Linked DNA regions of Mus musculus: regions 2, 3, 4, 5, 6 and 7 are each linked to region 1. The links are chromatin contacts, called in public Hi-C, HiChIP or PLAC-seq and promoter capture Hi-C maps. All regions are on one chromosome and are shown on one strand. The core of a region is the stretch at or near the end of the contact, and the rest is flanking DNA. Distances in the headings are between cores, read along the strand shown. Region 1 holds the start of Sox11 (SRY (sex determining region Y)-box 11). Region 2 has its middle 96 kb from the start of Gm45941. Region 3 has its middle 21 kb from the start of 4933409F18Rik. Region 4 has its middle 150 kb from the start of Gm45941. Region 5 has its middle 26 kb from the start of Gm30290. Region 6 has its middle 30 kb from the start of Gm30350. Region 7 has its middle 8.5 kb from the start of Gm30350.

What was found. Promoter capture Hi-C pulls out the DNA fragments that hold promoters and counts their contacts. A called contact is a pair of places that touch in the nucleus more often than the background predicts. HiChIP or PLAC-seq counts read pairs in DNA pulled down with a chosen protein or histone mark.
Region 2: a contact with region 1 is called in a Hi-C map of the N1E-115 cell line, with 15 times the contacts expected there. The contact joins the enhancer-like site here to the promoter of Sox11 in region 1. A contact is called at or near these places in 4 of 39 promoter capture datasets (the C10 cell line, frontonasal cranial neural crest, hippocampal neurons and 1 more), 4 of 484 Hi-C or Micro-C datasets (the N1E-115 cell line, cortical neurons, myocytes and 1 more) and 9 of 115 datasets of contacts at active chromatin or transcription factors (astrocytes, craniofacial prominence, embryonic basal ganglia and 6 more).
Region 3: an H3K4me3 HiChIP or PLAC-seq map of embryonic basal ganglia shows a contact between it and region 1, with 3 times the contacts expected there. The contact joins the enhancer-like site here to the promoter of Sox11 in region 1. A contact is called at or near these places in 3 of 39 promoter capture datasets (hippocampal neurons and liver), 3 of 484 Hi-C or Micro-C datasets (the N1E-115 cell line, cerebellar granule neurons and nephron progenitors) and 15 of 115 datasets of contacts at active chromatin or transcription factors (SST interneurons, craniofacial prominence, differentiating embryonic stem cells and 10 more).
Region 4: a contact with region 1 is called in a Hi-C map of the N1E-115 cell line, with 6 times the contacts expected there. The contact joins the enhancer-like site here to the promoter of Sox11 in region 1. A contact is called at or near these places in 1 of 39 promoter capture datasets (hippocampal neurons), 2 of 484 Hi-C or Micro-C datasets (the N1E-115 cell line and cortical neurons) and 11 of 115 datasets of contacts at active chromatin or transcription factors (craniofacial prominence, differentiating embryonic stem cells, embryonic basal ganglia and 8 more).
Region 5: a contact with region 1 is called in an H3K4me3 HiChIP or PLAC-seq map of embryonic basal ganglia, with 5 times the contacts expected there. The contact joins the enhancer-like site here to the promoter of Sox11 in region 1. A contact is called at or near these places in 3 of 39 promoter capture datasets (the 3T3-L1 cell line, frontonasal cranial neural crest and hippocampal neurons), 4 of 484 Hi-C or Micro-C datasets (cerebral cortex, ganglionic eminence, myocytes and 1 more) and 13 of 115 datasets of contacts at active chromatin or transcription factors (craniofacial prominence, differentiating embryonic stem cells, embryonic basal ganglia and 9 more).
Region 6: an H3K4me3 HiChIP or PLAC-seq map of embryonic forebrain shows a contact between it and region 1, with 4 times the contacts expected there. The contact joins the enhancer-like site here to the promoter of Sox11 in region 1. A contact is called at or near these places in 5 of 39 promoter capture datasets (frontonasal cranial neural crest, hippocampal neurons, liver and 2 more), 3 of 484 Hi-C or Micro-C datasets (cerebellar granule neurons, cerebellum and uterus) and 10 of 115 datasets of contacts at active chromatin or transcription factors (craniofacial prominence, embryonic basal ganglia, embryonic forebrain and 6 more).
Region 7: a contact with region 1 is called in a promoter capture Hi-C map of frontonasal cranial neural crest, with 5 times the contacts expected there. The contact joins the enhancer-like site here to the promoter of Sox11 in region 1. A contact is called at or near these places in 5 of 39 promoter capture datasets (cranial neural crest, frontonasal cranial neural crest, hippocampal neurons and 2 more), 1 of 484 Hi-C or Micro-C datasets (nephron progenitors) and 8 of 115 datasets of contacts at active chromatin or transcription factors (craniofacial prominence, embryonic forebrain, embryonic hindbrain and 5 more).

The regions. Positions count from the first base shown.
Region 1 is chr12:27,341,014-27,344,466 of GRCm38.p6, reverse strand. It overlaps Sox11 (SRY (sex determining region Y)-box 11), which reads left to right and starts at 1,749. Exons shown (of 1, transcript NM_009234.6): 1 at 1,749-3,453. The coding sequence starts at 2,059. The coding sequence ends at 3,246.
Region 2 is chr12:27,847,975-27,851,427 of GRCm38.p6, reverse strand. No RefSeq gene overlaps it. Among named protein-coding and RNA genes, the nearest start is that of Gm45941, 96 kb to the left of the region's middle. Within about 2 kb of position 1,952, at least 4 of the 459 cell types and tissues checked have an H3K27ac peak or open chromatin away from gene starts, as enhancers often do. A contact at or near this core is called in the N1E-115 cell line, where this site is marked.
Region 3 is chr12:26,853,499-26,856,951 of GRCm38.p6, reverse strand. No RefSeq gene overlaps it. Among named protein-coding and RNA genes, the nearest start is that of 4933409F18Rik, 21 kb to the right of the region's middle. Within about 2 kb of position 1,576, at least 21 of the 459 cell types and tissues checked have an H3K27ac peak or open chromatin away from gene starts, as enhancers often do. A contact at or near this core is called in the N1E-115 cell line and embryonic basal ganglia, where this site is marked.
Region 4 is chr12:27,795,124-27,798,576 of GRCm38.p6, reverse strand. No RefSeq gene overlaps it. Among named protein-coding and RNA genes, the nearest start is that of Gm45941, 150 kb to the left of the region's middle. Within about 2 kb of position 1,821, at least 14 of the 459 cell types and tissues checked have an H3K27ac peak or open chromatin away from gene starts, as enhancers often do. A contact at or near this core is called in the N1E-115 cell line, where this site is marked.
Region 5 is chr12:26,901,458-26,904,910 of GRCm38.p6, reverse strand. No RefSeq gene overlaps it. Among named protein-coding and RNA genes, the nearest start is that of Gm30290, 26 kb to the right of the region's middle. Within about 2 kb of position 1,695, at least 48 of the 459 cell types and tissues checked have an H3K27ac peak or open chromatin away from gene starts, as enhancers often do. A contact at or near this core is called in cerebral cortex, embryonic basal ganglia, embryonic forebrain and 3 more, where this site is marked.
Region 6 is chr12:26,935,033-26,938,485 of GRCm38.p6, reverse strand. No RefSeq gene overlaps it. Among named protein-coding and RNA genes, the nearest start is that of Gm30350, 30 kb to the left of the region's middle. Within about 2 kb of position 1,620, at least 20 of the 459 cell types and tissues checked have an H3K27ac peak or open chromatin away from gene starts, as enhancers often do. A contact at or near this core is called in cerebellum, embryonic basal ganglia and embryonic forebrain, where this site is marked.
Region 7 is chr12:26,973,802-26,977,254 of GRCm38.p6, reverse strand. No RefSeq gene overlaps it. Among named protein-coding and RNA genes, the nearest start is that of Gm30350, 8.5 kb to the right of the region's middle. Within about 2 kb of position 1,499, at least 9 of the 459 cell types and tissues checked have an H3K27ac peak or open chromatin away from gene starts, as enhancers often do.

The DNA of each region.
Region 1 (3,453 bases), core at 500-2,999:
GAAGGGGAGATGCCAAGAAAATAAAAGAAATAATAAGAATGACAGTATATACCCCCATGCCTGACAATTGGAAGCTGAGATGAAATAGCTCCCTGTATTTAGAGTGTAGATTTCCCTTGTGATGGGGACTCGCTGGCCCCACCCCACCCTTGCCTGATGTCCCCATTGCTGGGAAATCAGGCAGCTAAGAGGAAAACAAGAGAGAATGTCTGGTTTGCCTCAAAGATGGATTTTTACACTCCACATGGGTTTTTCTACATCTCCAGACATCAGGTTAACCAGTATGTAAATTTTTTAGGTTCCAATAGCCTTAAACATTAAAATAAAATGCCAACATTATTAAGACTGAGGTTAACTTCAATAATACACGTGCTTGGATCGGTGCTTTTCTTTGGGGTGAATACGATAAGGGTGAAATACAGGGACCCCTCCCCCCTTTTTAAAAATAAAATGGCCTATGAAGACCTGGCACCATTCTATGTCCGGAGTGGGGATGTGTGGGAGATGAGAAGTGTAGTACCCTGTGCAGTACACCAACCTGAAAGGAAATATGTTTAGATAATTCCACTAGTCCCGGGCGGCCGATTTCTCGGGTGAGCAACTCCGGGTGGGGTGAGGGGCTGTAGATCTTAAGAACCAGCCCCCAGAACTGACAGTGGGTAGGTATGAGGAAAACAGGGTGAGCAGCCACGTTAAACAGAAAGCAGAAAGGCTTCGTTTCATTGTCCTCAGAAGAGCCATAGGTGGGTAAGAGACAACACAAAGAGAAGCGAGTTTCCAAGGAGCCCGGCAAAACCAGTAGGCAGGAGCCACCGCTCCAGCGGCAGCCTTAGCAGGCAAATAAGAAATATCTTCGCTTTAAACGAGAGTGCACTTCATTTTAGCTTTGGTTTGTACCGTTGGGTTAAAATAGCAAATGACCCAGAAGGTGCGTGCTGGGAGGCAGAGCTAGGGTTTCAGGACCGAGCTGCAGGGGAGGAGGGCGTAGGTGATGGACAGAGGAGGCGGGACGCGGGGAGTTGGGGAGGCCTATGGAGTAGAAAGTGGGGGAGGGGCGGCGATGCTGAGTCCCGGGCTGTTTCACCGATCCGGCCTGAATCCGTGAACTCCTTTCCGAACCGCTCCGGAGCCGCCCGGACACGGCGGTCTCCGAAGACCGTTACTCCAGCCGAACCGGCAGATGCGCGCGATCCAGGAGGGAAAACGAGAGGGGGAGAGACGGGACAAAACCCTGCGGGTGCGCGGGGAGGGGGGGAGGGAGGGCCCGGCGACCGGGCTCTAGAAAGAGGGAGAAAAAGAACCGGAGGATGAGCCCACGTGCACGGTGCCGCGCGGTGTCGAAGCGCCACCTTCTGCTGGATAGCGGCGCAGCGCGATCGCGCGCGGGTTTAGGGCGCGACGCGCCCAGGATGAGCAGGGGCACCCACTCGCGGTGCCCGGGTGGGTGCATCTGCACTGGGGTTCAGTCCATCGTCCCGCGCCCTTGAGTCCGCGCTGGCGTCTCTCGCTCCGTCCTGCATCCGCCCGGGGGACACGCGCAGCTGTGCGCACTCGCGGATTTCTTTTGAAAAAATAACATATTTCTAGACAACTCCCCCCGCCCCCCATCTTTGCAAACTGGCCAGGAGGCGGGGCTGGAGGTGGGGCCCGTGGTTAATAACGGGAGATAGGCGGAGTCGGGACCAGCCATTGGCTGGTGGGAGTAGTGATGTCACCCATATGACACCCTGATAACGAGTTGAGAGAGAGCCCTCAACTTTTTGCAGAAGAAGCGCGCGCGCCTGGGAGTGCTTGGGGTCCGGCGCTTGCGGCGGCTGCCAGGAGTGAGAGAGCGAGAAATCAAGCGAGTGAGAGAGAGAGCGCGGGTCCCGGGCCGCCGCCGCCTCCTCTCCGGTCGCCGCCGCAGCCGCCGACGCAGCAGGGAACGGGGCCGGGGGGGAGGGGGGCAGCCGCGGACGCGCGCGGCCAAGGACTTTGCAACTTGCCGGAGAAGGTGGAGGGGCGGGAGGGGGAGGGGCGCCCGCGCAGGAGACCGAGCGCCCAGCCCCGCCGCGGACCATGGTGCAGCAGGCCGAGAGCTCGGAAGCCGAGAGCAACCTGCCCCGGGACGCGCTGGACACCGAGGAGGGCGAGTTCATGGCGTGCAGCCCGGTGGCCCTGGACGAGAGCGACCCGGACTGGTGCAAGACGGCGTCGGGCCACATCAAACGGCCCATGAACGCCTTCATGGTGTGGTCCAAGATCGAGCGCAGGAAGATCATGGAGCAGTCGCCCGACATGCACAACGCCGAGATCTCCAAGAGGCTGGGCAAGCGCTGGAAGATGCTGAAGGACAGCGAGAAGATCCCGTTCATCAGGGAGGCGGAGCGCCTGCGCCTCAAGCACATGGCTGATTATCCCGACTACAAGTACCGGCCGCGCAAAAAGCCCAAGACGGACCCAGCGGCCAAGCCCAGCGCGGGCCAGAGCCCCGACAAGAGCGCGGCGGGCGCCAAGGCAGCCAAGGGCCCCGGCAAGAAGTGCGCCAAGCTCAAGGCGCCTGCGGGCAAGGCGGGCGCGGGCAAGGCGGCGCAGCCGGGGGACTGCGCCGCGGGCAAGGCAGCCAAGTGCGTCTTCCTGGACGACGACGATGAAGACGACGACGAAGATGACGAGCTGCAGCTACGGCCCAAGCCGGACGCTGACGACGACGACGACGAGCCCGCGCACTCGCACCTGCTGCCGCCGCCGACGCAGCAGCAACCCCCTCAGCTGCTGAGGCGCTACAGCGTGGCCAAGGTCCCCGCCAGCCCCACGCTCAGCAGTGCCGCCGAGTCCCCCGAGGGCGCGAGCCTGTACGACGAAGTGCGCGCGGGCGGCCGGCTCTACTACAGCTTCAAGAACATCACCAAGCAGCAGCCTCCGCCCGCGCCTCCCGCGCTGTCGCCCGCGTCCTCCCGCTGCGTGTCCACCTCCTCATCCAGCGGCAGCAGCAGCGGCAGCGGCGCCGAGGATGCAGACGACCTCATGTTCGACCTGAGCTTGAATTTCTCCCAGGGCGCGCACAGCGCCTGCGAGCAGCCACTGGGCGCGGGAGCGGCGGGGAACCTGTCCCTGTCGCTGGTGGATAAGGACCTGGATTCCTTCAGCGAGGGCAGCCTGGGTTCCCACTTCGAGTTCCCCGACTACTGCACGCCGGAGCTGAGCGAGATGATCGCGGGGGACTGGCTGGAGGCGAACTTCTCCGACCTGGTGTTCACGTATTGAGAGGCGCAGGGCTCCTCGGGAGGCAGTCGTGGCGGTCAGGATAAAGAGGATGGTGGGGGGAGGGGGAGAAGATGCTCATGGTCAGAGAGATGTGGCGCTGAGAAATTGGAAACGGTGATGAAATGTTGTTGGAGTTAAAGTGAAATGAGTAGTTTTAAACAGATTTTCCAAGTTTTTTTTTTAATTTTTATTTTTAAAAAATTTTTT
Region 2 (3,453 bases), core at 703-3,202, 510 kb before region 1:
TCTTTCTTATTTTTCCATATTGCCTTACTTCCTGCAAGGGCTTAACTCTAATTACAGCCAGTACAAAGATTTGTCTAGTGTTCTGGTTCTCAGAAGAGTGTCTTTGCCATCTTAGAATGACTATCCATTTTCAGTATGCTCTCCATAAAAACCGTTGGTTACCAAGCCCATCCACCTGGGTTTTGTGCATATTACCTTTCTAAGGGAAAGCAGGTCTTCTTGTAGGTGTGTATGGCCACACTCTACACTCTAGAAATAAAATCTTGTCTAGTTTCTAAAGAGCTAGTAACAACATAGGAAAATGAACCATAGGCCTTCAAGAACAAGAACAACTCATAAGGTTCTTTACAAAAATAATACTGGCTATCCAAAGTACTACATTGTTGGGCAGTGAGATTATTGGAAATATAGGGATCAACTGCACCAGAGCAGTGTCTTAATATAAAAGACAGAGCCTCAATTTGTGGATCAGTCTGTGTTTTCATCATCAATAATGTCAGGATGTGGAGGTTGAGGCTGAAGTGGATTTAAAGGGTCATGCTCTTAAAGGTTGTACATCTTCATGGGGGACCACAGGTGTTTACAATTACCCATGAGCAGAAGAGATGACAGAAAATATCATAGATACAACAAGCCACACAGTTTTCATTTGTACAAGATGCAGGCCCTGTTTGCAACTGAACAGTAAGGGATAACTATGCAGTAAAGTGAGGAGTTGAACTGTGTTGATCTGACTTGTATCCAAGGTACTTGTAGAACCCTTTAATGGCACATCATGGATATATGTCAACTCTGTGTATTATGAAGAGATGTGTCTTTTGGTGCACAAGTGAGAGGAAGCACTCGGGTGAAGACAGGAAGGCTAGGTCAGGTGGAGCTAACACAGCAGATGTTGTAGGATCTTCTAGCTTTCCACCCAGGACAGGGCTGCAGATGAAATGGCCTGTGTTGAAGTCACACTATGTCCCACTCTTAGCTATGTGGTATACCACTTATTGCACTGCTTCCCAGCAGGGGCTTACAGTCCCTCCCAAGATACACAAGGTTGAAGCAGTGGATGCTCTGGGGACAGCAACCAGGATACAGCGTTCTTTACTCTCCTAGAGAAGCCTCCTTCTAACATCAGAATCTAAATAAGAAAAATGATTCCAGTATTTGCTGGATGGTGGTGAAGGTGTAAGAGCACCATTGCTAAAGAATCACCACTGGACTGGCAGAAGTTCTAGCATGGGAGACAACCATGGCTCTACCACTTACCTGGCCTCTCTGATCCAGAGATCAGATGAGAGATCCAGCTTGAGGACAGAGCCTTGACTCCTTTATCTCTTAAGATCATCACTCGGCCTCCGTATGGGCCCGCTCTACCATAGCTATGAGCTTAGGTCTGAATCTGTTGCACCAAGATGCCCTGCCCTTCCCTGATTGGACTTGTCTTAGTATTACAGCTTCTACCCACTGTTAATTTAAAAATTCAGAAAGGATGGCTAATGGAATGTGTAAGTGGAAGAAAGAAATCTGATTTCTAAAGCCATGGTTCTGACAAAGGCCAATCTTGCTACTATGCTCTAAGCCATCTCATCTCATCTAGAATGGCAGTTGTTACTGGTGTTATTTCTGTCTGGTCACCTACATTAGTGCTTGCTGCTGCCACCTGGTGGGTGGAGGCCTCGATGTTGCTTCTCGTCCTTCAAAGCACAAGACAAGCCCAGATGCACAGAACCAGCCAGATCGAGTGCTGAAGAAGAGAGGTGGTAAACTGGGGGTAGGGTGGGGTTGCTTGCCCTTGTAGATGCCCACAACAGCTTTGCTTTCCTCCCAGTGACCCTTATCACACTCCTGATCCTGGCCATACCTGAATCCTACTCTCTTTCCTGCCTTTGACTTTCAGAGAACACACTCACAGACATTAATTTAGGCCACCAAACTCCTTTTCTGAAACAATTCCTGCTGCCTAGGATCTACACTATCCTTCGTCCTCTGTCCTCAGTCCTCCTGTCCTCCCACAGAGTCAGCTGAGGAAGTGTGGCCTCCTGGGATCAGCTAGCTTCAGCCAAGATGGTGCCAGTCACCAGCAGGGGATCTCCGGAGCCTGCTGAGGGTACATGACCTCTGGCAGACTGGCTGTCTAGGAAATCTCAGGCCCATGCATCCATGCGTGTCTTCTTCATCCTTCACAGGACACAAGGTCACAACAAGAGAAACAATTAAAACTAAGTATATCCTGGATCTGCCACTGTGGAATGGTGATGTCTCTCCAATATGACTGCCTACCAGACTGAGCACCAGGGAGCCTTCTGTGTGATTTTAAAAAAGTGTGACAGCCATCAGCCTCAAACTGGCTCAGCCTTGAGTTTCAAGGATAATATCTCCTTCTATGGTGAGGCAGCTGCACTGCCCTATACAGAAGACTATATGGAACCTCCAGAAGCCAGAAGGACTCTGACCATTGTGAGCTATATGCATGAACAAGCATCACCTCGTGTGGCCTGTGATAATGGTGCTGAGAAGAGCCAGAAGAGGAAGGGTGCTCTAAGCCAGCAGGATGCCTGGGGTTGTTCAAATGATGCTCTGCCCTCAGGATGACAGGAGGGAATTTCAAATCAGTGAAGACTCTCAGGGACATGTGCTGCAGGGGTGTAGGGTGAGGAGATGGGGCTCCGGAGTGGTGTTGTTTCTCCTTAGCTTCTTGGTATAAGGTTTTAGGGGCCGATAAGGTTGAGGAGAAAATCAGACATGGCCTTGAGATTATTAGGTGGTTGTGTCTATATAGCCTGATGTGAGTATTGGCTCACAGTGCACAGCTATAAGAAGCAGTACATCAGTATCAGTGATAATGACCCGCTTTTCAACCTACAGAGCCAACCTATGCTGACCCTGATGAGGTCAGGATAACTCATGACTGGCCCAGGGAAGAATGCTCTCACAGCCTTGTATGAACTAGTTGCTTTAATCTTTTACCAGCGTCTGGGAAATGATCTCCCTACTAACCTGTCTTAAGATGTTGCTTTTGCAATCTGTGGAAGGTGAATTTGTGGCAGTTAGGGTAGAACAAACTGAGAGCGAGGTCTCTGACCCCTGACCCCTGACCTCTGACCCCTGACTTTCAGGTGCCTCCTGAGCTTAAGACCTGCTCTCCATTCCTTGTGTGGGGCCGGCAGACCCCAGCCAGAAAGACACAAGGCAGTCAACACGGCAACTGGCTTACACGAAGGAGCTTTGTAGTCCACTGCTAGGGAATAAGACCTGAGAACTTAAGGCTTCTTCAAAAGCAAACTCAGCTGAGACCAGAATTTAGAAATTTAATTTATATAAAGCCGGTGGACTGAACTTTTACTTTATCTGCACAGTCAAATGCTGTGGACAGTTAATTCCCACATGAAACTATTGAAGCTTGGGGAATTTAGGGGCTGGGCAGGTGAGAAAGAGCACTTGTTGCTCTTGCAAAGGACAGAA
Region 3 (3,453 bases), core at 327-2,826, 490 kb after region 1:
ATGAGGATCTTAGGCTACTGTGTGCTTTATGGATGAAATGCACATTAGATATTCCAAGGAGATACCCATGCACCATCAATACTGACTTTTACTTTTTCAGGGCAGACACAGGAGACAAAGGCTGACTAGCCTGAAAGTCATAACAGGTCTTACTGTGCACAGGACTACTATTAAGGCAAAGGGTTTGCTCTAGGTGGTCAAAGTAACATACCCACCATTCACTCATTCATGCATTTATTCACTGTTACATGTAGACGTTAAGATGATAATGACCAAGAAGTGCACTTATCAGCAAATACTAAACAGTGTACTTGAATTACAGGATCTAAAGGTTCTGAACCATGATGAAGGGAACAAAGACATTTGAAGGACTTCTGTGTAAAGAGATGGCTGGCATGCAAAGTGGGCTGCAGGTAAAATCCTGAAAGCACTGGAGAAGCTGCTGCAGAACTCTGGCATTTTTTAGGGGTCATTTTCACACAAGCTCAGATGTCATCCCCATCACTTTCTAACTTTGCCATATTAGGAACAAAATTTCTTTCGTAGTATGAGCTTGAAAAAATATAAAGCAAGTTTGCTAATATAAAGTCTATTGTGGGGAACTAAAGAAAATACTATGTGTGAAGTCCACAAGTTAAGGTCAGGCAAAGATCAGACAGTGTGCAGCCAATGTTGATCTTCTACCTCTCCACCTCTACTTACCCTACTCCTAAGCTCCACCTACTACCTATATTATCATCTTCTGCTTCAGCTGCAGACTTCCATGACTCATCTTGCTCATTTTATTAAATGTAGAGAGGGTGGATTCCTCTTTGTCCTTTCTTTTCTTTTCTTTCTATTTTTGGTGTGTGTTTGTGTGTGTGTGTGTGTGTGTGTGTGTGTGTGTGTGTGTGTGTGTGTGTGTGTGTGTGTGTGTGTGTGTAAGAGGCACTCTGTCCCTAGTTAGTCATGTGGTGGGGCATGAGAGTAGAGAGGACTCCCTGTCTCTTACTGATGAGTTATTGGCTATTGAGTCTGAAAGAGGAGGGAATATTGTTGTCAGCTGAATATCCAACAAGATAAAAAGCATAGATCCAATCCAATGGTTACATGGAAGGCCCTAGTTAAATGCAGCATTCACAAACAAAGTGAACAGACATGAGAGAGAGAGAGAGAGAGAGAGAGAGAGAGAGAGAGAGAGAGAGAGAGAGAGAGAGAGAGAGAGGAGGAAGAAGGAGGAGGGGGGGTTAACAGAGGTATCAGGGGGAGGGGAGAAGGTGGGAAGAAAGTAGTCATTATTCAATATTTACACTGGTAGAACTGTCAGAGGAAAAACACACTTGAAGAGAACACTTGTTGGTGTGGGTTACTGTAGGTCCTGGAAGCCCATGTCTCCCCAGATGTTACTCTTCCCATAGCTTGTGATGAATCTGTTTGAGGGACATCCTTGTGGAGTCCCAGATAGCTAAGCCAAATAGGACATGGTTTTCCTCTATACTCTTTACTCCCAGCCATTCATCACTTCCACAGTCTTTACTGAGCTTCTGAGGGACTGGATCAAAGCCTGAGGCAAGTTGTAGCTACTGAAGTGGGCCTCTGTCCAATAGTGGCAGGTGGCACAGGGCCAGCAGTCTCCATCTGCCTTGCTGGCTGGCTGAGCACTGAGTTCTACCGGCTGGAAGGATTCCCAATGAGAGACCATCTATGATTTAATGTGGTCAAAGCCACACCCACCCAGATCCAGCTGAAGAAAGGAAGGCTGCCCTCCTCCAGCCCCACCCTGGATTGGTCTGCTTCTCCCTCCCTCCTTCCTGGTGCTCCTCTGCCAGCTGGGACACATCAGGTTAACATCATTAACCCTGGTGGTCAGGTGCTTCCTCTGGCACAGGAATGGACAGTATGGGCAGCTTTATTGGCAGCCATTCAAACACCCAAGAGCTGCAGGACCCATCCTACACCCTTAAAAAAAAAAGCCTGGAAATTGAAAACAGAAAAAGACACTGAATAGAAGAAACTCTATGAATGTTGTTCAGCTGCAATGTCCACTAAGGGAGACCCTGGTGATCATGTGACTTTGTAATCAATTAAACTCAACATAATTAAAAGGTCAATTCCTAGTCACTCAAGCTGGTTAGTAGGCTATGACTGTGATTTTGGATCTGTAAGTTCAAAATATTTCCCTCCTCACAGATTACTGTCAGATAGAGCAGGCAAGGTGGGGCATACCTGCCGGGCACATTCACTACAGCAGAGACTGAAGGACAGAGAATGAGGGCATGGCCTCAGAGTCCATGGTGTGCTGCAGAGACAAAACTGCTAAAGGTGGAAGCTTGTCTAAGTCCTCCTCAGTGCACATGTGAGGGGATGTGTGTGTGTGTGTGTGTGTGTGTGTGTGTGTGTGTAGACAAAAGTGTTCCAGATCATGTCTAGCAACAGTAGATGCTCAAAAATTAAATAAATAAATAATAAATAAATAAATAAATAAATAAATCAGACAAATGGTTTGCATTATTGGTGTACACTTGTGAAAGTGAGATGTTAATGAACTTAAAATGTTAAAATAGCTGATCCAGGTACTGTGTATGCCAGGATATTGATTTGTGGAATGAGAGTACTATTGGAGACCAGGAGACATTGCCCTGTTCTTTCTGCTCCTCTGCAGCTTCCAAATTTGATCTGCTTTTGACCCTTTGCTTAGTAGATTTAGTATATAAGCAAGTAAATAAGTGTTAAGTACTGTACATGTATATCACAGCAGATAGAATGTGGGCAGAGAATCTGTGCTTAGTCTGGAGTCCCCCAGCCTGAGTTTCATGGTCCCAGAACTCTTGGTCTTAACCTTGGGTACCTACTTCGATGACTTAACTTATATACCTTATAAAACAGAGACTGGAGAGTAAGCAGCAGACAGAGTACATGGGAAGACAGGGCTCAGAAACAGAGTACATGAATGGCTGAAAAACTCTAAGTATAAGCTAGGCACGGGATGCTGGGTATTGAGTGTTGGGTACTATGTGCAGGATGTTGAAAGTTGGTGCTTCCAGACACTGGCGTAGTGTGGCTGGATTCTCAAGCCTATCTTTCTGGAGGTAGAAGAAGGGAGCTTAATCATGTAAAGCCTGCACCCCCATGCTTCCGTAGCATTAAACAGGAAGCCAGAGACAGATGTGTCTAGGAGGCAGAACAGCCTAGTTGACATACACATGAGCCCCAAAGGAGCCTAGGGCAGCAAGTCTTAGGTCTCTCCCCTCTGGGAGAAACCTTAACCCTGAGTCTTCCAGGGGTGGGTGTCGCTGACCAAGGACTCAAATCCAAACATGAATCTCAGAAGCACATGAAATGTAGCTCAACTTAACTCTCACCTCCTACCTACCTTGTCCTTAGAGCAGGTTGCCAGTGTACTCTGATGAGCATCTTACATTCAGTTTCTGTCTGCAGTAAGTTTTCTGTCATACATTTTACAATACTAGTCAG
Region 4 (3,453 bases), core at 572-3,071, 450 kb before region 1:
AGGGCTTCAATTCTAACTCTTTATGGAATACTTTCTGTTTTGGCATGGTTTTAGTCCCTACAGGTCACATCCTTCATGTTTAGTCCTCAGTATGATGATTTTTTAAGATGGAGAAATCTTTCAGATGTGGGACCTTATAAGGAAAATATGTCAACTGGTCTTTGGACGTGCTTCCCAATAGAAGGAAATATTGCTGAACTCAAAGGTTGAGTCAACTCTTCAAAGCAGGCAGTTATGACAGTGAGGCCAACCTGTGTGCTTGACCCCTCTGCCCAGCTCATTCTCTGTCACATCATATGACACTCATGGTGGCAATTCCATGCTGTTTGAACTCCATAGTCACCAGAATCATGAGTCCTTTATAAAGTATCCCACTTCATTATTTTGTTACAGAAACTGGAAACAACTTATATAAAAATAAATCACTTGTATTGGTGACTAATCTCATACCCCCTAGCTTCAAGTCCAACTGTTAATGCAAAACTTCAGCTTTCAATTGAAAGAAAATAAGAACTATCTTATTTTAGAGTCAAAATATGAGGAACCATGGACTGGGAACATAGATTTAGGTCTCCTTCTAACCCAGGGTTCCAAGTGTTTTTATGGTAACACAAAAAAAGTTATAAAACAAGAAATTTTAAAAAAACTTTGATGGAAATATCATAAAGGCTGACTACGTCAAGATGAGGATCTCAACCATCGGTCTCCGATGTTATCTGATAGCATTTTCAGCTCTCCCATTAGTAGATAATAGAATTTTGTTGAGCTAATAAATTCCAAATGTTTATCTGTTTATCAAGATGTTAGGTTCAACAAGGAGCAGGCAAGGCATGGCTTTTTGCGATACTAAAGATAGCTCAACATAGTTGATCAGCAACATTCCAAACTCTCAAAGGATGTTAAAAACATTAATGTCAGCTTTTGTCGACAACATTTTTTTAAGAATTCTGTTCATCTATTTAGATTTGGATTTGCTAATCTGGGTTGGAAATCCCACAATGCCTTGCTCTGTTCTTCCAGCCTCGCTGGCTGTCAAGGTTGTTTTGCCAACAGGCACTGTAAGAAAGAAGCAGGCAGACTTAGGTAATGATGAGTTGCCACCTTATGCTGCTGTCTGTCGACTGACTCAGAAACCCAAGTCCCCAAATGTTTAACTCTCTGCTCCATTTGACAGAGATCCTCCTTCAGGTCCACGCGCTCACAATCCAAGTCTTTCTCTGTTTCCTATGTTTAGTTGTTAAACTTTATTCTTTGACAATTTCATACATACATGAATGATTATATAGCTCGATTATGCTTTCACACCCCTTCCACTTCCTAATTCTTCCCAAATCCCCCTCTTACTTTTACATCTTTAATGTTTGTCTTTGCCAGTCCCGAGAGGAAGGGCAGAGCAAAGTGCTCTATTGGCTAGCTTTTTGTGGTTTTTAATCTTTCTAGCTAGCTACTGAGTTCTTTGCAATACTATGCTTAGTTTCTTGTTATTAAGGCTATTGTCTGTTTCCGTGCATACTTCCCATCACAAAGAGTGATAATATCAGTTTTCCTGACTGGATCTTGGCTAAGGGAAACATTTGCACAGAGGATCTAAGCTAATTTTCCTGACAGCCCACAAAGGTATGCATAATCTCTACTTCACAGATGACTCTCACAGAGCAGAATTTTCCTTTGCTCGGAAACCCAGAGCTAGATCCTGAGAGTCAGACACAAACCTGTTTGGCAGGTTCCCTGGACATGGCTCCTGAGTGCCATAATGGGTATCCTCTAATATGAGCTCCTGGGAGTCCTGCCTTCCCTTAGCGGTGGTGGTTTGTTTCTCGTCCAGAACATTCATGAATCAATTCCAAGTGAGTCATGAACTGCTCCCTGCTTTGTAGAGCATCCTGAAAGCCCAAGATTAATTTTAGCGCTAGTGATTTTGTTGATAACATCAAGCACTCCTTTCCTGTGTTTGGGGTTGCAATGCCTTGCCTATGTGACTTTTGTGTGTATTTTCAATTTTGAGTTGATATCTGTGTCCTGGTTTGGCTTCAGTAGCAGCACATTCCCCAAGCACTGTTGATGATTGTTGTCTGTGACTTTGGGGTCCTAACACCTGTTGATTCACTTCCCCTTCATCTTATGTAATGATCTCTACACCACTGTCACCTTCCCACAATTGGATTGGGTTTGTACTTTCAAATCATGGGTTATACAGTCACCTGCTTTGTTCTTGTTCTTAAAGATTGCTTTGGACATTGTGGGTACTTGGGTGTTAAAACAATCCCAGAATCAGCTTGTTAAATTGCACAAAAGCCACCAGGCCTTCCATGGAGACTTCAGTAAGTCCACAGAGGAGTTTGAGAGCGTCATGATCATATCACTGTCAAATATTCTGATTGTAAGATGTGCAAAGATTCTCCAATCTCATGTATTGCCTTTAATGCCTTTGACATTAATTTGCTTCCTAACCCCCCAAAGACACAACCCAGAAGTCCATAATCCTTCATGCAAAAGTTACAAAAGAACAAAAGCCTGAGTGATGAAGTTAAAGGATAAACAGGCTTATTTTGTCTTATAGTCCTAGAAGGGCAAAGTGAGGTAGGGTTCCTTGGATTCTTGGCCTAGAGGTAGCATTGTGAAGATCCCAGTCAGAAAAAAGTCTATCCAAAGGAGGACAGATAACCCTGGGCAGGCCAACCTGGAAAGAAAGGGAGTCTGGATGGGAAAGGATGACCAAAAAACTAGAAACAGTTTGACGCAGGGATCCCATCTTGGGGTCCTTGGTATCACCTTAATGGGAGCTGTTTGTCTGTTGTGAGTGTGTCATTTATTTCTATCCTCTCTTTTCTCTATGACTGCTGTTTCTCTGTCAATACGTAACTTGCTCTTCCTGTCAACTGCCCTCAGTATGCTCTTCCTGTCAACTGCCCTAAGATCTGTGACCTTTCCTTTCTGCCTGGGACCCTCACTTCAGCACCCACTTTGCTATTTCCTGTCTTTCCTGAGTTTTGTAAGCATCTCACACATTATTGTTTTATGTCTACCATTGGTAAAGTATCAGGGTTACTAGAATTATATTACCTGTTTACAGATCTTTGTAAGGGACCTAGCTAGGATACTACATTTATGCTGCTCTTTTGAGAACCCTGAACTTTAAACTGTCACGTGCTCTGATGAAACAGCCATTCCCCTCCTCACCTTATGAACGGTTTTTCTCTCAATGCAGGTAAATTCACTGCCAAGGTTCTGAAGCTGCATTAGAGGCCATGACTATTTTCTGTCCAGTGACATTGCTGTAAGATCTAAGGGACTGGACTCTGATCCTTCTGCTAGCATGTTGTGGTGTTCTCTCTCTCTCTCTCTCTCTCTCTCTCTCTCTCTCATGTGTGTGTGTGTGTGTGTGTGTGTGTGCGCGCGCGCGCGCGCGTGCGTGTTAGGGGGCAGGGCTGTTAGGAGTCCAGTCTTCTTACA
Region 5 (3,453 bases), core at 446-2,945, 440 kb after region 1:
CTCCTCAAAGGACATCACTAAGCCAGAACATGAACTATGACACTGGCTTGTTCAGATGTCTCCGGCAAGTGGAGGTGCTTTGTCATTTTATACTGCCTAGAAGTCTTCTCTTATTTCCTGGAAGTGTGATGTCCTGTCTAATTTTCACCCAGCACTCTGGGGCCCTGTGTGTGCCACAGACTGGCTTGGAAGAGACCAGCGATTGCTTTGTGTACCCCTTTCTCTCTGGAAGCCTCATATGTAGACTCTGAGGACTTCAACTTCCTTTGCTAAAGGGAAAGGCAACTATTTCCTTACATTGCTCTAGAGCAGGCTCCCTACACTGTGGGTAATGACGTTTGAAAGATCAATCATTCACTATGACATCTTTAGGCCACAAAGAGTCTGACAAGGTTACGCTGTACAGATGATGATGGTGGTGGCGATGATGGTGATGATACCACACATTATCCTGCACTCCACACACATGTGTTTGACTGAACACGACACCTCCACCCTGTCTTGCCATCCTGGATGTGCTTCACCTTTGGGGTCCTAGCCCTTTTCCTGGCCTATGCATACAAATTTCCTCCTTTTGGGGAGCACTTAATTCCCCATCAGACTGACAACTTGTTTGTACAGGTCCTGCAACTTGACCCTTTTTGTTCCAAGGTCATGACCTTAAAGCAGCATCCTGTTTCCCTGGCCCACATGGACAATGGTTAGAATGAACATGTATAGAATGCCTTGCCACTAAGCAGGATTCACCAGCCTCTATCTCTCTTGGTGAGGAAGCTTTCCATCACCTGGTCCTCTGATGTAGTATCTGTAGTCTCATAGCTTTTTTCCTGGCCCCCATTGTTGGTGAAGAGAGGGAGAAGCCTGAACGGAAGAAGGACCCCAACCCTAAGAGAGAATCCATAGAGTCTGAGTTCTTTGAGGCTCCCTGGCTTCCAGCTTTCCTGGATTCATTTGTAAATATTCTTTCTGGCCCCTCAGGAAAGAAATAACAAGTAGGGTTCTGCAAACCGAAAAGCCAATCACTCGCTGTCTACTATAGGTGCAGGTGGCTGCCCCGCCCAGCACTAAATCAGGGGAGGTTATTAATATGCTAAAAGCACCGCAGCCAATTGGCTCCCATGGCGACAGCTCTGCAGCCTTCATGAATAACCCATGCAGCACCTGGAGGCATGAAATCTTAAGCAACCACAGTGCAGGCAGCCTTGCTGGACCCGGCTGCTGCAGCAGCTGCGGTAGCAAAGGCGAGCAAGGGCGTGGCTCCTGGTGTGCACTGTCTTGTGAGTAGCCCCAAGGTCTCAGGAGGGTGCCCGCCTGGGCCACGTGCCAGGAGAAATAAAGACACAGGGTCCAGTTCCCCGTTGAAGACAAAAGCAAACCGCGGAGTTTGTGCCCCGTGTTCTCTTCACGGGTGCTGTTTGTCAATGTTGCCATTATCCTACAGACAAGGGTGGTACAGAGCTTTGGATGGCCTGAGTTGTGTTGGAAACCTGCAACTTACGTACATCCCCCTTACCCATGACCTGCGCATGTACGTTTTCTGTCTGTCAGTCTCTCCTCCCTGTTCTTGCTCTGCAGGTCTGCTTTTTCCCTGGGACAGAAGTTGTGTATTCACGCCAGCATCAGCACTGTGCGAATGTGCACTTTACACTACGAGGCTGGAGCTTAGACAGGAATTCTCCATATCAGCTTATTCCCTCTCCACTGAGAGGTGTGTCTTCTCAACAGAATCGATTTCCAGCCTCAGCCTTCATCTTTCAAAGTGGCTCTGACTGCTTCTAAGTTGGGATGCATTCATCACTCTGATGAGCACTGGGTCTCTGTGCTGGTATCTTCACGTGTAATTTAAATGGCAGTGGTCTCTCTCTAATTTACACCATTGTGCCCAAAAGCCTCCATGGGTTCAGGAGTCCTTCATTTTCCTCTTTATTCCTGATGGGGATGTTGACTCTCATTCTTAGTTTCCCTATTTTAAGTTTTATAGACACAAATCACAGGACAAAAGAGAAGAAAATTTGTGTTTCTGAATGGATGGTTGTTATAAACCCAGAATCCTGCCCCACCACCCATGGTGAATAAAATAGAAATATTTTATTCAGAGGTATTCAACTGAGGGAAAATTACTTTCAGGGTGATAGTCTGATGAAATATAGTCTGTATGAATGCTAAATGTGACCAGCTAAAGTAAACGACTTCGTGAGGAAAGAGAGCAGAGGCACCCTGAGGCTGTGGGCAGGGCTTCTTAGCTCTGACTTTGGGTTCTACCCTCTGTGCTGGATCAGTTGTCTCCTATGCTCAGGTGAGTCCTTGCCAGGTTTAGGAAGACACGGGTGTTTTGAGAACTTTCAGACTCTCATCCCACCCTGCACGCCCAGAACTGAGATGAGCCATGTATCACACCTGCTGGACTCTTCTCTCAGGCCTGTGGCAAAACTGAGCATCCAGAGAACCCCAGGGAATGACCCCTCAGTCCTCTCATTTACTCTTCTCAGATGGTCAGGTATCATACATACCTTTCTAGAAAGCACACAATACATTTTTGAGAAGTTCTTGAAAACATGTTTCATACCCAAATAAGTTGAAAGCATGAATCCACACCAAACAAACAAATGAAGAGCCCCCCCCAATGAAAATAACAACAACAAAAGAACAAAAAACTTTTATGCCAAGTTTATTGTAGCTTTATTCATCATTGTTAAAAATTGAAAGCAACCAAGATATACTTCTGGAGGTGAATGGATAAACTATGATGTATTCCAACAGGCAGAATATTATTAAGACCTAAAAAGAAGTCTATCAAGCTATAAAAAGACATGGAAAAACTCCGAACACATTTTTCCAAGTGAAATAAGACAAATTGAAGAAAGCCATTTATGTGGCATGATTCCAAATTATGAGATAGTCTAGATGTGCAAAAGTGTTGAGAAAGTAAAAATGCCAGTGGTTACCATGGGGATGTGGGCAAAGAATGGACAAAGATGGAATCTGCATAGTGTGTTGGGGAAGAGTAACTATTCTGTGGGTTGCTATCATGATGGATACATGTGAGTACACTTGGAAGAATACATACAACACAAAGTATCACACATGGGCTCGAGAATGGAAGCTATGCACCTTTAATAATAATATATCAGTGTGGTAAGCAGTTAAAAGAAGAAAGCTAGAAATTTATTTTAGGGTTCCAATGGGGTTGCTATGTGTGGACTAGGATACAGGAGTTCTGTTTTTTCTGTTTAATTTTTTAATAAAGTAAAAATAGCTTTTGCAGGGAAGGGTCAGAATAAAAATGAATAACCATCATATTTAATCACACACACATGGAATGTCACAATGAAAACCATGGTAGCTAAAATGATTAATAAAAATGGAATTGACACATTAAAAATAAATGAGGTTTATTAATTTTAAATAAAAATACATATTCAAAAGTCTTGAGACAACCTCAGTGTCAGTCAG
Region 6 (3,453 bases), core at 371-2,870, 410 kb after region 1:
GTCTGTCTGTCTGTCTGACTGTCTGTGTCTCTCTGTCTGTGTGTGTGTGTCTGTCTATCTGTCTCTCTCTCCATCTCTCTCCCTTGCTCCCTCCCTCCCTCCTTCCCAATCCTGACCCTCAGTTATAAAAACCAAATGGAAAATGAATCGATGCATCCCTTAGTTTCGGCACCGATCATCATCTTTAAACAGGGAACCATTCTCCATCAAGTCTCCCTTCTCTATACTCTTTTAGTGACTACAGAATAATGTTTTCTCTGTTCTCTGTGTGAGACAATTTTCCAGGACAGCAGACACCAAGGGAATATAGTGAGATCTGACTTTCTTAAAGTTTCTAAGACTCCCACAGACAGCTTCGCACTGGTGGGATCTCAGAAGGCCCTTGCTGAATTCTGTAGGCTTTGCAGGGAGAATCTTCTCAGACACGGGTGCCTTCTGATTGGCCCAGCTCCAGCTAGTTCTGTGTGGCTGCATCCTGATTCAAACTGATGGACAGAGATGGGCTTTCAGACTTGTTTGATTACAGATGCCTTTGCTGCCAGGGGTGTTGTTTGGGGCTGCAGGGTGGTGAGTCTTCTTGGCAAATCACATTTCTATCCTGGTACCCAATTAATATCCGAGGATTGGTTTGTTTATAATGAAAATCTCTGAGAATTTGGTATTACACCGAAAGCACTCTGATCCATCTCTTTCTGTATTGGTCTGAACATGCCTGGCTTTCCTACCCTCCACAGGCCCACAACCTTTTGTCTTCCTCTCTGATTGCTTGTTTCTGTACTCCATCAGTGATTTGTACCCACCACCCCCATCGTATAGCCTGCTACTCTCGATGTGAAATGTTAACTTACCATTGCTTCTTGTCTCTGTGTGTATGTTCTCCAATAATGATTATAAGTGTGTGTGTGTGTGTGTGTGTGTGTGTGTGTGTGTGTACTTTTTCAATTATTCAGTTGAATATCCAGCAACAAAGAACAGCAAATGCAGACTCAAGAATGGGGCAAAAAGAGCCTTGCACAGCAGAAAAAATACTGATATTCTCCTCATTGCTTAATCAGAATTTATTTTCTCTTTTTCTCTGTTCATTTCCCTTTCCAATACTCGCAACTGAGCTTAGAGCTAACTAAACATGAAATGCATCCTGGGCCTTGTGCAAACACACGTCTCCTAGAGTGGGGCCTTCCAGGATCACTGGGGAGGAGAGAAGAGCTGTTTCTGAAACCATCAGCCTGGAAGTTAGACAGTTTTTATCCCACAGGAAAAGGCCTTTTTAAACATAGCTCTGCTGGGTATAAAATGAGCTTCATTTTGAAAAGCAGTCTGCTATTTTTATTCTGTGAATCCTCTCTCTCTCTCTCTCTCTCTCTCTCTCTCTCTCTCTCTCTCTCTCTCTCTCTCTCTCTCTCTCATTACATCAGTTCTCAGGTGCAGGGAAAGCAATGTCTCATAAAAGTGATGTCCCTGTCAGGAGCATGCATGTCATCCAGCCCCCCTGAGCTGTCACAGAACAGATTGCCACATTACCATTAGAATGCAGGACTTCATAGCTGCAGGCAGTAAGTGCAGAGTCCAGAAGCATATGCCCCCAGCATGAGCCTTGAGCGTCTTGCGAAGCTGTCTAGTGGAAAGAAGCCAGCACGGGGCAGCAACTGTGAACTGCTCTGTCTACCCAGGTCTCCAGGTTGTACCATATGTCCTGGTAATTCTCAGTTAAGGGGGCAAGACTCTTCCCCAGCCCAGCAACAGCACAGGCCAAAAAGGCTCAAAAATGACTGTGAGGCAGAGGAGATGGTGGCCTCAACCTATTTCATTGTGTGGCTTGCCTCAGGGAACTTTTTTATCTTTCTTTCTTCCTGTAAAAATTGGAGCATCTCTCAGCATCAGTTCACAATGGTGTAGAAGTAAAAGCTTTTGTTCAGAGACAAGAAAATGACCCACCGGGCCAGAACTCTATCTGTTGATACTTAGTATTTGTTTCTGGGGTCAGAGAGAATTAAAAAAAAAAATTGAAACTTGTGTCTCTTGCAGTGCCAGCCACTGTCTTAAATCCTCATCTTGGTTCTCTCTCTCTCTCTCTCTCTCTCTCTCTCTCTCTCTCTCTCTCTCTCTCTCTCTCTCTCTCTCTCTCCCTCTCTCTCTCTCTCCCTCCCTCTCTCCCTCTCTCCCTCTCCCTCCCTCTCCCCCCCCCTCTGTATGCACTGTGCACGTATACACGGTGGTGACTTTGAAGCCACAAGGGGTTGTCTGATCTGTTGGAGTAGGAATTACAGGCATTTTGAGGCACAGAATACGGGTCCTACAAACCAAACTCCAGTGCCCTTCAAGGGCTGCAAGGCCTCCTAACCACTGAGCCATCTCTCTAGCAGTCCCACTACTATTAACTATTTAAAAGCATTTGCACTCATGCCCTGACTTCCTTCAGAGATAAACTGTGATGTGAAAGTGTAAGCCCAATAAACCTTTTCCTTCCCAACTTGCTGTTTGGTCATGGTGTCTCCTCATAGTACTAGTAACCCTAAGTCAAGGAGAGATCTTGACTCTGAAGGGCTCATTCCTCAGATAACTAACATAGCCACAGCTCTCTTTCTGTCTAAACAAGCTTTTGCTAAATTTGTACCTACAATTAGCCATAGCCAAGTTTGGCATTAGCAGAATACCCTCAAGAAATTAGATGAATGAAGTTGAGATGTTGGAAATATTTATCTACCCAGTTAAGTTTTAAACGTTTAAAGCTCGGTTATTATTGGAAATAAAAAACACACCCACATGGTAAACACTGAGAGAAATAATTTAGGCAGAGAAGCATTATTGACAAGGCCTCCTCCATCAAGGTGGAGGGGACATATGCCAACCAAGTGAATTGGCACTGGGAATTGAGAAGGAAGATCAGGAGTGCTCCCATCTGTGAGCTCATCTCTAGCCTTCCATCTAGTGACAGGGATGAGGGAGAGATGTGTGGCCAAGCACTCTGTGTCTCTCTGTGAGCACTCTCCCTGCATGCATCTCACTGGACCATTGTGTGGTATAAGTGAGGAAATAAAGACCTTGCTGGTTAGACCAGCCTGGATAACCATCCTTCTCTCTGCTTCCTAGCTTCCCCTCTGGCCACAATCGCTGTGCCATTTCGCTTTCTGCATCTTGGGAATTGGGGCCCGAAACTGACTCAGTGGTGCCCATTAAAGTTTTCTGAGCACCAGTCAATGCAAACAGTGGACACTGGGGAGCCATGGGATTCAGGTGACATGAGAAAGGTCATAGGCTTCCTGTGAGTCTTACAGTTCAGTAGATCTTTTGTTAGAATGTCATGGATAGGTGCCTGGAATATAATACGTGCTCAATAAACTGCACCATTTCTGCTACCCTTTGCCTCTTATCTTTCCCACACACACTTCTGCAGTGTCCCTCCCCATGCATTCTCAGGAAGCTTCCAGTGGCTTTCTAATTCCCCAGTCCCAG
Region 7 (3,453 bases), core at 250-2,749, 370 kb after region 1:
GCAAGCCACAGAAATCTACCTGTCTCATCTTCTTATTGCTGAGATTACAAAAGTGTGTCCCATGCCCAACATTGGTGTATGGTTTCTGGATGATCAGACTTGGGCCCTCATGCTTTCACAGCAAGCACTCTACCACTGTATAATCTCCTCACCCATCACTGTTTCCAGCCAACAGCAGACAATACCCATTATTATTTGGCTTCTTCTAAAGTGACTGGACTTGTCCTATTCTATGTCAAAGGGCCCTGCCCTAGGCTCCCTCAGGTTCTGATTTGAGGCGAGACTGTCCATTTGCGTCTCATTTGGAAGGGGGCCATGGGATTAGTCTCAGAGAGCTGCCCTGAGGCACACTCAAATGCAAGCTTTACAGAGGATCTAAAAGCTGCTCTTTGAACTACAGAGCAGAGGCCCCCGGAAGCCTGAGGGTTGGCGGCCCACAAGTACAGGAGAGAGTTTAAAGCTCTAAGCCTTATACCCAATTAAATCCAATCAGTTTGGCCAACGTCCTGAAAATGTTTTTTACAGGAAGGAATAAAATATGCTTTGCCAAAAGTCTCTTCTTGTGACCAGCGTGAACTTAATTACACTTTCTGGTACTGCCAAAAGCCCTGGACCAGAAAATTCACTTAATTAGAAACAAAAACAAACCACAGTGTCCCACAAAATGGGTTAAGATGCTAGAGAGAGAGAGAGAGCATGAAAAACAAAATTTGTAAAGAATGTCCTCATGGCCAGCCTAGCTCTGGGTTCAATGTGAGGTTCTTTAATAAAGGAATAAATTGGGGAGCCATAGAGCAGGGCACCCAATAGACACTGTGAATGTACACAGGTGCTATCCCCCTATGTACATGTGCACTCGTGTACACATGTGCACATATACCTCACGTGCCTACAGACACACACAGCAAGAGTAAATATACAAAATCAAAATAAATCCTCCTCTGGCTGGACAGCAAACCAGGGAAGAACAAAGTTAAACAGGGTCTGGCAGAGCTGTCCAGCGGTGTCCCATATTTCTGAGTCCCTGGCTATGTTTATGTATGCAGAGTGGTTGTGTTTATGTTGAACATGTATGCACACCATGATCAGATTCATCATTTATGAGCATGTCTATAAACTGTCCTTATAACTGTGCGTCCTCTTAAGGAAAGTGAAGCACGGGGCACACACACTCCGTAACAATGTAAAGATGTATTTATCAGCACAGAGAAGGCCGTCCTTACAGACTACCTTTCATGTACAGTTGGTATCCGGACTGGCTTACAAAGTTTAAAATGCATCGTGTTTTCTTTCTAGAGCAACAAGTGAAGCGCAGTTGGATCCATATGCCTCTCAGTCTAGGCTGATGACATCCAGTCAGCTTACACACTTCTCATGCCCTTTTAACAAGTTGTCTGGCTTCTAGTTTTCCTGTAGCCTCTGTGCTAGCCACATGTGAGGGGTTTTTTGGCACAACAATCCACAGAGTCATTCTTACCAGAAGAGCCCAGGAACAGCAGCTTCATGCTTTTCCCTGTTCCATGTACAGCCCACCTCTGTAGTAGGCCACCCCTCCTAGAGTCTGCGGTACTTGCTGCACGTCTGTCAGCTTGGTAAAGCAGGTTTGTTATTGGCAGTGACTGTACTGAGTCGGTGACTCTGTAGTTAGCTTTTCTGACACCACAAGGTCTGGGTTTTACTTCTGGATCCTTCACCGCAAAGGTTGTATTTGACGTGTAGTGAGTGAAGTTGGAGTTGGAGCTGGGTATGTGGCTTAGCATAAATAACGTCCTGTAGTCGAGCTCCCTCTTTGTGTTGGTGGTGATTTGTAGGGAGATTGTTGCAATGAGGATGGCAACTGAAGGAGGAATGAGGGCAGTGTAAAGAAATGGAATGGTAGACAGGAGAAAAGAAAGAAGAAATAGAAGGTGGGGAGAAGGAAGGGAGAAATTAGGAGAGCTGAAAAGGAAAAGGAAAAGGACACCTCATTAATTTGTTTAATTGTCTGCCCTTGCCTCTCTAGCCCTTGCAAGAATCGAGAAGACACAAAGGAGGAATCCAGCAGTAAATATCAAAGATAAGGCTGAGCCCAAATGCTGGAACAAATGCCATCAGTCCCAGCCCCAGGAGCAGGCACAGCACAGGAGATGAGAGCAAAGTGACAGCTAGGATGATCTTATCACTTCTGCTCTGTAGAGAACTTCTTTCTTTCTTCTTTTTTTTTTTAATATTTATTATTTATTTAATGTATGAGTACACGGTTGCTGTCTTCAGACACACCAGAAGAGGGCACTGGATCTGTTTACAGATGGTTGTAAGCCACCATGTGGTCGCTGGGAATCAAACTCAGGACCCCTGCAAAAGCAGCCAGTGCTCTTTACCACGGAGTCATCTCTCCAGCTTCCATCTGTAGAGAGTTTCTGCTGCTCAGTTCCCCAATGAGGGGTTTCTCTTAAGAAATGCATATTATAGGGCACATGGGATGACTAAGCAGGTACATACATGTGCTTGTCACACAAGCTTGATGACCTAGGTTCTCCATAGTGGGAAAGCTGACACTCTGGTGCTGTCTTCTGACATCTGACATCTACAATTAGTTTGCATCCTGTATTTATACTATGTGTGTATGTGTGTGTGTGTGTGTGTGTGTGTGTGTGTGTGTGTGTGTGTGTGTATGTGTCTGTGTAGGTGTGTCTGTGTCTCTGTGTGTGTATGTGTGTGTGTCTGTATTTCTTTAAGTTTTATTCTAATGTTTTTGTGTGAATATATATCTCATATACACAAAATATTGGAGACAAAAATTCATTTTAAAATATTCTGAAAGGTTAGGAATTATTAGGCTAAATTTTTTTTGAAAAAAAATTTTTGAAAAATTAGGACAAATGAGATCTTGATAGAAGAGAGGCAACCCCTATGGCAAGAGCATACCTCTACAGGAAACCAGAGATCCTTCCCTACTGACTCTATACAATTCACAGACAAAACGTCTTCCCGGTTCCAAGGCTGTGGATGTGTCATGGCTCCCGAGGGGGCTTTGTGTAAATCCTGTGTATCATAGTTAACTTTGTCAACTTGACACAGCCCAGAAGCACCTGGGGAGGGAGTTTCAATTGAAGGCACAGACAATATTGGACAGAGGGAATGTCTGTGGGAGGTGATATTGATTTCTAATCAATGCAGAAGGGACCAGCTCACTGTGGTTGCACTGTTCCCTGGACAGAAGAGTCTAACCTGTATAAGGAAGCTCGCTAAGCAAGAGCCCATGAGCTGGCCAGCGAGCAGCACTCTTCTGTGGTTTCTGCTTCCAGCTCCTGCTTGAACTCTTGTCCCTCAAAGATAGACGTTTTCTAAGCTGAAATAGGCCTTCTTGTCCTCTAAGTTGCTTTTGTTTGGAGTGCTTTATTAGCACAGCAGAATTAAAGTAGACAACCAGGGAACATACTGAAAGTTAATTTTTTATCTAGAATTCGAAGA